Linked DNA regions of Canis lupus: region 2 is linked to region 1. A link is a contact called in public Hi-C data. All regions are on one chromosome and are shown on one strand. The core of a region is the stretch at or near the end of the contact, and the rest is flanking DNA. Distances in the headings are between cores, read along the strand shown. Region 1 has its middle 23 kb from the start of TRA2B. Region 2 holds the start of ETV5 (ETS translocation variant 5).

The links. Hi-C and Micro-C count contacts between places; a contact is called where the count stands out from the background.
Region 2: a contact with region 1 is called in a Hi-C map of skin fibroblasts, with 2.6 times the contacts expected there. The contact joins the promoter of ETV5 here to the enhancer-like site in region 1. A contact is called at or near these places in 2 of 9 Hi-C or Micro-C datasets (amygdala and skin fibroblasts).

What each region holds. Positions count from the first base shown.
Region 1 is chr34:18,846,408-18,853,597 of UU_Cfam_GSD_1.0, reverse strand. No RefSeq gene overlaps it. Among named protein-coding and RNA genes, the nearest start is that of TRA2B, 23 kb to the right of the region's middle. Within about 2 kb of position 4,062, at least 3 of the 20 cell types and tissues checked have an H3K27ac peak or open chromatin away from gene starts, as enhancers often do.
Region 2 is chr34:18,957,000-18,964,189 of UU_Cfam_GSD_1.0, reverse strand. ETV5 (ETS translocation variant 5) reads left to right here and starts at 3,781. Exons shown (of 14, transcript XM_038583633.1): 1 at 3,781-3,940; 2 at 7,097-7,190. The coding sequence starts at 7,171.

The sequences.
Region 1 (7,190 bases), core at 2,813-5,312:
GAGGTTTATTTAGGAAAGGGCAGCCATTTTTTCTGCCTCGCCCACCCATATGAGTAATAAACTGCCTATTTTTAGTTTAGGGTTTTGTTTTTCTTTTCCCTTTTTAGAGATCTATCCAGACTCATTTCCCAGGGTTGAGAGCATGAACTGCCTTGAGTTAACTGCTCAGGAGATGAAGAAAGTGCTCTCTGAAAAAGGAGAGTAGTCCTCAAATGCAGTGACTGTGACTTCCCCCCCAACAACCAAGATTGTCTGCAATAATATCAACATCATTCATTCATTGCAATACCTTCAACATCATTCATTCATTGCAATACCTTCAACATCATTCATTCATTGCAATACCTTCAACACCATTCATCAATAAACACTTGCCACTTGATGCCTTAAGAGACAAAACAGCTGTTGTTTGGCACTGCCCTGGCTCCTTCTCCTCTGGGTCAGATCCTGGGCCACTATATCCTCTCACACAGGGAGCACCATCCCATCCCAGCTCAGCTACTCTCAGCACTATCCACTGCCTGCCTCGCCTCCTCTCCCAGAAGTAGACAACCTCTCATCCACAAAGTACCTGTTGCTGGTTCTTAGCACTCTCCAACCTATGCATGTGTTTATTTCCTTTTCCTTATAATGATATCATCAATTACCTTTATGTACTTATTTAGTCTATCAATAATTACTGATCACCTAATATGTGCCAGATACCAGGACAAAGATGAGTTGCAAGTCTCTCAGAGCCAAGAGAAAACTAGTATATAAGATAATTACAATATGGTGTAGGAAATGCTAAGCCAGAAATATAAAAAGATACCATGGAGTTCCTTCCATCATCTTCTTGTTCCACTTTCCTACCTTCAACCAAGCCTTGCCTCAAGCTCCTTGCCTTTACCTACTGTAGAACCTCTGGGCTTCACTTTAGCTAAATGCTTAGATGGCCTCTCTTGCCTTGGCATGACACAAACCCAGTCATAAACTGAAAAGGAGCTACGGCAGCCTTTGGAACGTGGACCACCCCAACCACGCAGAAGAGAAGTCCACAAATGTACCATCAGTTCTGGTGCTAAAAAAAAAGCTTGTGGAATGGATAAATGAAAGATGGATGAATGAATGAATAGATGAATAATTGAATGCTGAGTCAATCAATGCTTTAATGAATGAATAAGAGAATGAACTTCCATCCTGGAAGCCAAACTGAATTTTAGGGTTTCCAACACCCGTGCTTGCCCACTAAACACAACGTTCCCCAGAAAATCCTCTACAAGGATTTTTTTAATTTAAGAAATTAAAACTACTGAAAAGTTCACTGAGCATGTAACAATGCACTTGGAGACACTGGAGCTGTGTAAGGAGAGTCTCAAAACCAGGTTCGGGATCACTTATGCAAGAGAACACTGAATGGTCCCCACGTCTTATTAGGGAAGAAGCTTCAAATTCCTCAGGCCAGAGCCTTATGAGACAATTTGACTGCTGAGGGGCGGGGATGTAGCTACAAAAGGTAGTAGGTTTGGGGCTTCTCACTTAACCAGTTGGGGGTACCACCCTGAACACCAGCTGGAAAGTTATGTGTGAGTGAGATTACTGTGTCAGATCACCACTGCAGTGTTCCTACTGTAAAGAGAACTGCAGGGACACCTCTGGTGTTCCGGCGATTGTGTCTGACATATCTCTCCTGTAACTGTAGATGGCTGTGCTATAAAGAAGACCAGGATCAGGGAGGAAGAGGGTTGTGTGGCCAAGGGCCTGTCTGAACAGTTTAAATGCCCTTCAAGGCTCCCTGGTTCTCTAAGAGGGCTGAAGCTTTAGACTTTGGGGTTTAATCGATGGGGAAGCCTGACATCACGGTCTGGCTTCATCTGAGAGACACAACACATGTTGGCCATTTCCTCTGCTGCAGGAAATCCCAGCTTCCTGTAAGCTTCAGGGGTGATCTTTTAAGAACATGTTAAAAGACAGGGAATGCTGTAGCCCACATTTAAAATAGTTTGAAAAGAAATTGTTCCCCTTAGTGATGACAAAGGTCCACAATTCTTTAGCCTAACTCTAAAACCCAAGAAACTCAACATTTTTTTATAAGCAATTTGGCAGTACGCTGACTTTTCTGAGCTAATTTGGTGGCAAAACCTGATCTGAACTTAGGTAAAGCTATTTATGGTGTTCAATGATCCCATGTAGTGGAAATAGTCAGATCTTTTTCTGCAGAGATATTGATGTGTTGATTACAGGTTCCTGCCCCAGCCCTTGCTGGTGATATTATATAATGCACATAGACCATAACCTATCTAAAATCTGAAAGATCCTGAAAGCTGAATTGTTTCCTAGCCCCATGTGTTTTGGATAAGGTACTATGAATCTGTACCCCCCCTTCACCTGACCAGCTTCCATCTACATGTGGTCATGGCATTCACCAGGCAGCCCTCCGAGGCAGTCCCCCAATTGAGCCCTCCATGCAGCATCAGGCTCCCTCACCATGGCACTGGGCTCTCCACCCTTCCCTTCTGGCTGAAGTCCTTTCCATCATCACTCCCCTCCTTGGTTAGAAATGAGCATTTTGACCATCCCAGGCCCTGCCAGGGCTAGGCCCAAACAGATGCTGCTGGTCACACACCTACTGAGCCACCTTCTGTCACCTTCCACAAAATCCACACCCTGAGTCCCTTCTGACACCAACTAGACCAATAGTTGCCCTGCCTGAATCAGTAGGGAAACTCTTTTTTTGTTGTTTGTTTTTTAAAGATTTTATTCATTTATTTGAGAGAGAGAGAGAGAGAGAACGCAAGCAGGGGGGGTGAGGGAGAAGCAGGCTCTCCACGGAGCAGATAGCCCAATGTAGGGCTCCATCCCAGGACCCTGGGATCATAACCTGAGCTGAAGGCAGATGTTTAAATGACTGAGCCATCCAAGCGCCCCAGCAAAGACCATTTCTAACTATTGGATCTGTTGTGATCTGTCTTTAGACTCCAGAGATAAACTCTAACCTTGTTATTCCACTTGGCTTTAAAAACTGTGACAGAGGGCATCCCAGGTGGCTCAGCGGTTTGGTGCCTACTTTCAGCCCAGGGCCTGATCCTGGAGACCTGGGATCGAGTCCCGCATCAGGCTCCCTGCATGGAGCCTGCTTCTCCCTCTGCCTGTGTCTCTGCCTCTCTCTCTCTGTGTCTCTCATGAATAAATAAATAAACTCTTTTTTTAAAAATGTGACAGACACAAAGAACTTATACAAAACAGTGATCATCCTGAGCCATTTATAATAATGAAAAATCAAAAACAAATCACATGTCCAAAAACCAAGGAATGGTAAAATAAATGTTGATACGCTTTTCTGTAAGAATATTATGCTGCTGTTAAAATTAATGTTTTTGGAGAAGTTTAACAGAATAGAAAAATGCTCCTAATGTAATATCCAGTGAAAAAGCCAGATGCAAAATGGTACATTTTGTTATTTTAATGTTATTTTAATTTTATGACATAAATACACTGGGAAAAGACTGGAAGAAAATGTGCCACATCTTAACAGTTGCTATTGCTGATAAATCAAATTATGTGATTTTTCTTTTCTTTTTTTTTTTAAATAATTTTCTCTATTTTCCGAGTTGTCCGCACTAAGCATGGTTATCTTTGAAAACAGAAAAAGAAAATTAAAATTTTAGTGAGTTTGGAAACAGAACACTGTACAAGAAGCATGAAAGATGACCTCCTGTCTCCTTGGGTCGCTCCCTCATCCTTTAATTTTGATTGCTAATATCCCTCAGGCAAGAAAGACATTCTTCTCTGCAGATTTTTGGAGGAAAGAAGCTTGTTCTGTTGTGTCTCAATTTCTGAGAGAACCGGGTTCCTTTTGGGATTAGACAGTGTCAGCCAGTGTCAGCTGATGGGAGAGCTGGCTCTGAGGCCTGCGTTCCCTGCGGTAACCAAGCCGGCAGCCTCCTGACCGCGCTGGGCAGTCAGACTCCCAGGGCTGGAGCGCCACCTCGTGGCCACACGCATCCCTCCCCAGGGCGGCGTGGCGCCCAAGCGCTGCCCCACGTCAAGTCCTGCGAGTTACCAGACGCCAGCCGCAACCCCCTGTAGAACTCCCGGCCTCGCCTCGTGTGGCCTCGAACTTTGGTGCCAGAGAAGTTTCCGCCGCGTTGTGAAACAACGTGATGTACCAGGAACAGTCAGGGACCAGGTATATGCTTGGGAGGCCTGAGCCATCCTCAGGACCTTCCAAAGGACAGGCCTGCTCCGTCCTCTGAGAATGAACACACACACACACACACACACACACACACACACTCTCACCACGTGCTCACACTCCTTCACTTTTCTCCCCTTCTTCCTTACAGAATTCAAACTCCACGACACAAATTGAATATAAAACCCAGATTCAAAAATGAATAAGTAAATCATAAATAAATAAATAAATAAATACCCAGATTCAAGTGCCTTGGGAGAGAGGTCAGTCACAGAGAAGTAAATTTGTACCCAGGTACAAGTGACTTGGCAGATCTTCTCAGAATTCCATTTTTTTTTTTTTTTTTTTTTTTTTTTTGTCTTGGGTTTGGGAGTCCCATATTTTCTCCATGAAATTGTGTGTGGTTTTATAGTGAGATTTCCAAATGTGCTATCTTGGCTGGGTTGACAGCTACAATAGCTCCCTTCTTCAAAAAAAAAAAAAAAAGGAAGGAAAGAAAGAAAGATAGATAGATAGATAGATCCCTTTGGTCCAGTACCTGAGGCAGAATTGGGAATCTAGAAACCCCCTCAAGACTCACTTGGGCCAAGAGTTGCAGATAAGAACAAAAACCAACCTTCTATCCCCAACTCTAGGAAATCTTGTACCACAGGGATCAACAAGCTTTTCCTTAAAGGGCTAGATATAAATATTTTAGGCTTTGTGGGCCATATGGTCTCTAACTATGCAACTCTGTCATTGAATCATGAGCACAGCCGCAGGCAACACGTAAACAATGGTGTGCCTGTGTTCCAATAAATCATTATTTGCAAAAGCAGGCTTGGAACTCTGTAAGGAAGAAGAGACCCCCTGCTCTGAAGAGATGTTAGTGCTGGATAGAACCTCAGAAATCATCTAAACAACATCTCACTTCACGGCTGGGAGAACCGCAGCTAAGAGAGGCAAAGAGCATAGTAGTTCGTGCCTGCCAGATGAGAGATGGCATGGGCCCTCCATCAGCTCTGATGGACTCAGTGTGAGGGACACACAAACACCACTTCCTTCTCAGAAACCCTGTTCTCTTTCCCCTTCCTCGGAGAAATGGCTGACGGTGCTCATTGTCATCACTTCCCCTGGCCTTTCTGTGAGACATCTGTGCTAGCCACACTCTGCTCCAAGCCACTCCAGCCTGATCGTTACTGGGGGCTTATGGAGTTCCAGACACGGTGCCAGGCAGCTCCTGTGTGTCCCTCATTTCATCTCTGCAACAGTCCCAGGAGAGAGGGATGTGATAACCTTTTTAAACATATGAATCGACTGAGGCTGGAGAGGTTACATGTCTTGCCAAGATTCCACAGATAGCTTAGGGGAGAGCCAGGATTTGCTTACTTCCCCAAAGAGCCTCTGGTTCACTGACGTTGATTCTAGAATTTAGACAGACTGGCTATATCACTCCCTCCACCCAGACGCCATCGTCAAGGACCACCTCAAGGCCTCTTTCTTCTCCGTGAAGCCTTCTCCTACCCTTCTTTGGTCACCTATAGCACAGATCATGTGACCATCTATGGCCTTCTGTTTTGTATTGATCACTGTGACTTCACGTGCATTAACCTTTTTACCTCACCTTTGCTAGAAACTCCTCAAAGATACCACTAACAAGTAAAAAAAATAAAAAATAAAAAATAAATAAAAAATAAAAAGATACCACTAACAAGTGGCTGGTACATACTTACTGTGTGCCAGACTGCCCTTGCCATCTTCACTGCTACCACCCTGGTGCAAGCCACCGTCCTCTTGGATTTGAATTATTGCCAATTTGGTCTCCTTGTTTCCACTCTTGCCTTTTCATGGTCTCTTTTCAACACAGAAGTCACAATGATTCTGTAAAAACTGAAGTCCGTTCGTGTCCTATCTGCCCATACCTCTAATGGCTCTTTGTGTCTCTCAGAAGAAAAACCCATGGCTTACAGGACCAGATCTTCTATTAGCTCTGGCCTCACCTCCCACTTTCCCCTGACACTTGCTCTGTTCCAGCCACATTGGCTGTTCTCTTTGCCCAAAAGCCTCTTGCCCTGAATATTCACAAAACTCATTATTTACCCCCATCAGAAGGTGCTCAGATGTCACTTCCTCCAGGAAGCCTACCAGTTGTCTCACTTAAATCTCACATCCTCCCCTTCCCACTCTCTCTCCACATATACTCACCCAGCCCTGGTTTTCCATAGCACTATCACCTTCTAACACACAATATATTTTACTTCTCTACTATTTTCATTATCTGTCTCCTCTACCAGAATATGAGCTTCACGAGGGCAGAGCATTAACTGTTTTGAACTGTTTATTTTTGGTTCCTCAATAAGGGACTGGCAAATAGACATAGGAACATCAGGGACTTGCCTGAGGTGACTCAGCCAGCAAGCAGCAGAAGTCGGCTCAAACCCTCATCTGTCACTCCAAAACCTGTGTCTTGCCTACAGAGTGATATGGCCTCTCATAGATTCCCAGAATCCCAGGGCAGAACCCAGTGTAGACATGACCTAACCCCAGCATGCTCCTTTTTTAAAATGAAGAATCTGAGTAAGTCTATTGACTCACCCAGTGCCTCACAGCTAGAAGGCAACAGGCTAAGACAAGAATCATGGCCTCAGAGTGTCATTCCAGTCTACAAGTGACTTCAGGCTTAGCAGCCAGGGACTAAATACCGCATTTTATCTTTTATAGCAAAAGTCACGTTCTTAGATTAGATCTTATTGGCCAAATGTCTATCATTCCTTGGATTAAATTATTTTTTGTATTTGTAAAGCAGTTTGAGTCTTTTGAGGCACTCAGATCAAGACCATTCTGACTTTGAGATTTGTTTTTACTTCAGGGTTGACATTCTGGGGCCAAGTTTAAAGGCAGCTGTAGGACAGTGGTAAAGAATATGGCTCTGAAGCCAAAGTGCCTGGGTTTAAGTCCTGGCTCTGCCTTAGTGATCTTGGGGAAGTTACTTGTAGATCTTTCCCTCAGTTTCCTCATCTGTAAAATGGAGACAATC
Region 2 (7,190 bases), core at 2,532-5,031, 110 kb before region 1:
TAAGGAACCCTGAAGGCAATATGGCCCCAGTTTGTTTAAAGAGACATTGAATCTAAAAAAAATTTTCTTTCCTCTCTTCCATTTTTAGGGTATTTGCTTCTGAATTTTAGAAAGGAAGAGGTGCTAGCCAAATGGAGTTCTTTATCTCCCCCTTGAAGACAAAACAAGCAAACCAACAAACATTTCCTTACCTTTCTGACATTGCCCTCAAGTCCCTTCCTCCGTATTATACTGGAAGGGGCCGGGTAGCCCATACCCAGCCTCCACCCAGGGCTACCCTCACCAGAACAGTTCTAACAGAGGAATGGGAGGCAGTTTCCCAGTGTGAGGGACCAAGAACAGGACACGGACACATTTCCCACCACTATTTTGGTGATCAGCTGGAGGCAGGATTGCCTACCTTGCACTTTAATCTGCTTTTGGGATTTTAGGAAAAACCTTAAAAGCTGCCCTCCAAGGGAAGAGAAGTTTTCAGGCGTGGGGCAAGGGACTTGTTTTTTCCATCCTTCCCTGTTGTTTCCCTGAAGACACACTGCAAATTGAAGAACAAGGTGCGAGTTATCCTATTATAATTGAGTTCTGCTACCACTGGAGGACAAAAGCTAGGTTGACACTAGAGGAGTGTTTCAGAGGGCTGGTCCCTCTTTTTGTTATCTTTTCAAGTCCTGTTACTCTCCTGGAAGAGAAGAAACAGTACATTAGAACACATGCTGAACAAAAGCTCCAATGTAAGTAATGTTCTAAGGAGGAAAGACTCAGTGTACTAGACAAAGAACTTCTGAATACTGACCCTTAACTCTTTTTAAAAAAAAAAAAAGATTTTATTTATTCATTTGAGAAAAAGAGACAGCGATAGCAATAGAGAGAGCAGGAGTAGGGAGAAGAGGGGGTAGCAGGCTCCCCTCTGAGCAGGGAGCCCGACATCGAGCTCATTTCCAGGACCCTGGGATCATGACCTAAGCCAAAGGTAGATGCTTAACTGACTAAGCCACTCAGGTGCCCCTAACTCTTTTTTAAAAAGATTTAATTGATTTATTTATTTGAGTGAGTGAGAAAGCTCACATAGGGAGGGGGTGAGGAGCAGAGGAAGAGGGACAAGCAGACTCCGTCCTGATGCCGGGCTGGATCCTACTACCCTGAGATCATGACCTGAGCTGAAATCAAGAGCCTTAGCCAGCTGAGCCACCTAGGCGCCTGACCCTTAACTCTTATAAAGCAAAGATAACTAGAGAAGATGGGCAGAGGACAGAAGTCACCAAGAAGGAGAAGCAGAAGAAAAGAAGGAAGAGGTGTGGAGAAAAGACATCAGAAACACTAAACAAAAAGGAACCAACTCTGGGAGGAGAAGTCAGCCTGCCGAGGTAGGTCATCATGAGTTATACTATCACATTTTACACCACAGTACAGTGCCTGTCCAAGGACCTCCCTGTCCAACACAAGCTCCAAATTCTAGAATCATAGACTCTTAGAGCTAGAACAATCCTCTGTGTTCATCTGTCCCACCCAGTACAGTGGTCCCTCTGCACTATCCCTAAATCTTTCTGCATAAAGGCATCCTATGGTAGGACACCCATTACCGGTGGGAACATTCCCTCACTGGGCCACTCCAAATAACCCCAAGTCCTACCTAATGCTATATTAAGCTAAAATCTGCTTCCCTGTGACGTCAGCCAGTTCTGTCCACCATTTGAGATTCCAGTGATATTTCCTGGTGGTTTGCTGAGCAACAGAGGCACATGCTATGTCTCCCACATATAGACTCTGGGGCCTGCCGCCCTGAGGGAGGAAGTGGGTGGGGAGCTAACCTGGGCAGGGAGTCTAGCTGGAGAGAAAAAGCCCTCAGGGCTGGTAGCAACCAAGTGGAAACACAGCAGGACTAGGGTACCAGACAGAAATAGCACTACCTGGGGAATGAAGAGAGGCACTAAGGGAAAAACTGTCCTTGAGCTGGGGTCAGAAGCAAAATGCTCGACTAGGAAATTAAGTATCATGGAACTGCTGTTGAAAGTTCAGAGCACCTTCCCCCACCATCAACTCATGCTCACCCCAATCTCTCCAAAGCCAATAACTCACACCTGACCACTGCTGGGTCCTGGACTCAACCAGAGTACTCCACATTCCTTTGGTGAACCCCAGCATTTCTTAGGCTATAAATGACAAATCAAGAGGCTTCTTTCTTTAAGATACAGGGATGAGAGGCACCTGGGTGGCTCAGCGGGTGGGCAGCTGCTTTCAGCTCAGGGGCCAGATCCCAGGGTCCTGGGATCCAGTCCTGCATCAGGCTCTCTGCTCTGCGGGGAGTCCGCCTCTCCTTCTGTCTCCCTCTCTGTCTCTCTTGAATAAGTAGAATCTTTTTTTTAAAAAAAATTTTTTTTTTCTAAAAATCCACACTGCATTCCCCATGGCAGAGGTGGTGGCAGTCCTACAGTTGGCTACCCTGGGACCGCCCTTCACTGGGGTTCTCTCCTAGCATTTGGCGTCTTTCCTCCCTACCACTGGCACATGGGGGGAATGGCAGGGCACCCCAGCATCCTGGGGGAGCGCAGAGAGCTGCCCAGCCTTCACAGAAGGGGGTAGAGGGGGCAGAGGGGGGAGAGGATTGCTTATTTATTTGTTTCCTGGAACACCCTGTTAAGAATCTCAGCAATTGCAGTTAGTGCCCGATCGTTTGGCAGGCAGAGTAGCTTCTCGCCGTTCCCAGCTGCACGGGATCTAACTCGCAAATGCACCATCTTGCATTCAACGCTTAAATGGAAAACAAGCAGTCCCGGAAGGGAGGCAGGCGGTCTAACGCTGCAGGCCCGTTTCGGAGGGATTTACGTTTCTAGGTCGGTCGACTGGTTGGTTGGTGCCATCCCCGCAGAGGATTTCTTTGAGCTCCGACCCCTCTCTCAGCTCTTCTCGGGCCAAGAACCCACCCTGGCGGAGGTTGTAAAATGCAATTAAACAGGGGGAGAAAACGGAATTTGCTTGGGCCTTAGGCTCTGCCAGGATAAAATTGTAACTGGAATCTGAGAGCTCAGATTTTAAAGGGAGATCCTGCTTATTCTTCCCCACTGGAAACCTGGTTAAAGGAAATTAAGGCCTCTCTTAAAGGTAACTAAGATTAGAGGGCTCGGTTTCCGTTTTCTGTGTTTCTGTGGGCCAAACGCCCAGGTCGGTCAGCGAGTTTCTTTCTGGGTGGAATGACGAATTCCTCTCGCCTGAATTCTAAAATGATAACTTTGCTTGGTGCTGCAGCTGCGAACGTCTGGCGCCCAGCGGCCCATCCAGGCGGTGGCGTTACCCGGGCGGGGGGTGAGGGGGTGGGGGGGAGAAGTAGGGGTGAGTGGGGACGGGGGAAGAGCCTTGCCTCGGCGAAAGTTGGGAGAGCTGCGAGGAGGGAAGTAAACGCGACACTTCGCGGCTTCGGCCCCTTTAAGTGCTTCACTGACTCAGCTAAGCTTCCCCCTCAGGTCGCGTTTTTTATGAATGAAAAACGTCCTTACATTCATTATATAAACAAGCCTGTGCTGATTGGCCGAAGGCCCCCGGTGCATAAATTATGTAAAACAGACCCCTGAGGGGGCGGGGAGGGGCGCGGTGTTGACCAATGGGGGCTGGAGTTGGTGGGGCGGCTTGGCTGGATTTGCCCGCAGACAGGGTAAACAAGGCGTGATGGACAGGCGCAGGAGCGGCCTCCGGCCAATGAGAACCAGACTGAGCTAGGCCCGCCGGCCAATGGCGGCGGGCGGAGCAGCAGGCCCCGGGGGGCCGGGCCAGCGCTCCAGCCTGGTTGGCAGCTGCGGCGCAGAGTCCAGCCGCTGGTGCGCGGAGCGGTTCAGCGTCCCCGGAGCGGTTCGGCCCAGCCATTCGCCCAGGCGCCCAGGCCCGGTGCGCGCGTGCGTGAGCGCGCCTGCGCCCCGGGGCCGCTGCAACGGGAGGAGAGCGGCTGCCTCAGGTGAGGGGGCGTCGAGGAGGCAGGGGGGCCTCGGAGGGGGTGTCCAGGGACGGGACCGAAGGGCCCAGCTGGCGAGAGTTCACTGGCTGATTCAGAATCCTCAAAGTCCGGGTGCACTTTCTATCTGGACTGAGCGCCCCCCCCCCTCCCCGGGCCGGCCGCCCCATCCTCTCCCGTGGCCCAGCCCGGCCCGGCCCGGTTCGGTTCGTGGGAGGCGTAGGGTGGGGGTGGCTAACGGTTCGGGAGCGCTCCAAGAGCGGGTTTCCGCACGTCGCGGGGAGGCGCGCCCGGGCGCGGGGTGCGGGGGCTCTCGGGTGGAGATGGGGGGGCTCGGAGTTGCGGGGCTTTGCAATCTCCGGAGGTCTGAGAGCCCGGAGGAGACTTGGAGGCTCGCGAGAAGAGACGCCCGGCGGAGCTTTGCAGTGGGGAGGAGGGGGCGGGAAGCAGCTTGAAGGGAAATATTTGAGAGGTGATGCCCCCCAAAGCACCAGGAGGGGTTAAGTGACACAGGCATGTGCAGCCTGAGGGGTTGGGGCTTGGCCAGGAACTTACGCAGGCCTTGCAAGTTTCAGATTGTGGCAAGTGGACACTCAGTCCCCCAACTCCCACCCCCAGCAGCCCGAGGGCGTCAGGCTGCATCGCGGTTCTCGAGAAATCGGGGAGCATCAGAGCAGCGGCCTGGGGATAGTGGAGGAGAAAACGGGTGCGGGGGGGGGGGGATGGATAGATGCTTCTCGCTGGGTTAGGGATCTGTCTGCATTTGCAGAGGAGAGGAGACCCCCGGAGGGAACCGAACTCCCGGTTGAGGAGGGGTGCCAAGGAGAGATGTTTGGAGGTTTGGGGGGCGCGGGGCTTTGGGGGCGGTTGATAGCGCCGGGCGCCGCGGCTCGGTTTTATGAATGTGGATGACTTTATGAATGAAGCGGGTTTCTTTCGTTGGCTCGCGGCTCCCTGCAGCTTTTTTTTTTTTTTTTTTTTTTTTCCTCCTTTCCCTTTTTTGTGAATGAAGCATTGAGCTTTCTTCCGAAATCGCTGGGGTGAGGGGCCTGCGTCGGAGGCTGGGCGTGCGTTGGGTGTGGGGGCGGGGGCGCATCTGAAGGAGTTTTCATGAATGGGGAAGGCTGGGAATTGGGTGGAAGCGTGTCTTGTTTTGTGAATGGGGCCCAGCGCGAGGGATCCAGTTACAGCCTTTACCTGCTGCGGCGGCCGCGGCTCGCTCTCCCATTCATAAAACCAGGCCCGCTGCGCGCCGCGGGGGAGGGGCCTCGATCGCGCCGCTGCGCCGCGTGAAAGTTTTCCTGGGGGCACCGGGAAGGGGGGACCACAAAGGAAGTGGCTTAAACTCCCTTAGGCTTAAAAAAAAAAAAAAAAGCAACCAACCCTATACTTTGAACAAGATTTTCCTAGCCCTTGAACTCTGAGAGCTTGCTTTAAAAAAATCCTCGATGCCTCTTTCGGGTTCGCTGATGGCAAAGCTTCTGTCTTTCATTTTTAAAAAGGTATTTTTTTTTTTCCTCGTGGTGAAGCGTGTCGCAACATAGTTCATCGTGAGGCTCTGAAATAGGTCTCCCGCCGAGCCCTTCGCGGTGCTCCCCTTCCCTCCTAGACACTGACGGAATTTCTGAGGTCACGATTTAATCTGACAGATGGGGAAGGTTAGAGAGGACGCATTTTCGTGTCCCTCCACTCACTGCGGATGCTTCTCAGGTTGTGTAGACGGGGTTGGTGGCATTTGAGAAGGAGGCTTTATTCGGAGTTCAGCGCTGTTTGGAAGGCTTGCAGGCAAGCTAGCCGGAGTGTTTTTCTAGGAAATTATGGACTGTGCAGTTTACTTCTCGCCCCCTTTCTCTTTGACTTTGAAAATTCCTGACTCCTTGGGCCAGAGTGCTGAGAGGAGGTTGGCCGTGAAGGGTTCTCTTGTATCCTCCTTACTTCAGAAAATTTAATATTATCCACAAAATGCAAAACAAGCTGCACGGAATTGCCCACTGAGAAGAAGTTCCCTATTTAAAATTTGTATAGGAGGTAAACAAAAGCATTATCCTTAGGCATTTTGCTCTGTTTAGAGCTGGGGTAAATGAAATTACTGTTTTCTCTATTCTGCTGATTTCACTGCATTTCTATTTGGAGAATGAAACAAAGGGTTCGGGAAGATGGTAGTACCTTCCTAAAATTGTTACTTTATTCCTCCCGAATTAGAAAAAGTCCCCTCCTTTCCATTTTGACCCTCAACCTATCTTCCCAGCCCCAAGACTTGACAGTGCCTAAACAAGTTTAATTTTATCTTTTGGCAAGTTTGGGGGGAAATTGGCTTCACTATAAGAAACAAACTGAATTTTCTTTACAGCAAAAAAAAAAAAAAAAAAATCTTTTGCTTTTAATGCTTTTAAGGTCTGTGGTAGGGATACATTTAAAATAAGTGTGGTGGAATTTGGTTTCCTTGATCCATTACTTTTCACAGCTATTTTATTTATTTTAGAAGTTGATATCACAGATATCTCTGTTAGGTTGCCATAGGAATGTTTGTGACTTTACAGACACTACATCTGTTTGGACAGAAGAATTAGGTTTTAAAAGAGTGTTGTGTGAAAATAAGTATATCTCTGATCGATATATTCCTGGAACTATATATAGTATCTTACCACTGACCTACAAACCACTTTTAGAAACACTATGTATGTCAGTTTCTTAATTGCCAATAATTTGGAATGCTTAAACCCATTTTCTCTACTTCCTGTCACTGTACTGTCAAAAATTAAATTATCTCTTGAAAGAAAAAAAGAAAGACCTAACTTTACAAATGCCCTGGAGAATCTTGTATTGGAGAGAATCTTGAAATCATCCTCTTATAATGAAAATAAGGGGCTTTGTTTTTTGTTTTTATAGGGAACAGATAGTAGCAAATTTAGGATGTTTATGATAAGAAAGAGAGGGAAGCATAGCTGGTAAATGGATTTGACACTAAGTACACTAGGAACTTTTGATGCCCTTAATCAAGCACACCTTTAGCCTGTAAAGCTTACACCCTGAGTGGGCTTTAAGTACTTCGGGAAAAGGTAGTGATTTTGCACAGGCCCTAAAGAAAGAGCAGTAAAAATTACTTCCTTTCTCTTCTTCCCCACCCCTCAGTTAAAATCTCCCAAATTCATATTGCAGGAGGACCCCTTTCCCCCCAGAAATTACTCAATGCTGAAACCTTTCAAAGTGATATTCGAGGCGTTGGAAGCACCATGGATGGGTTTTATGATCA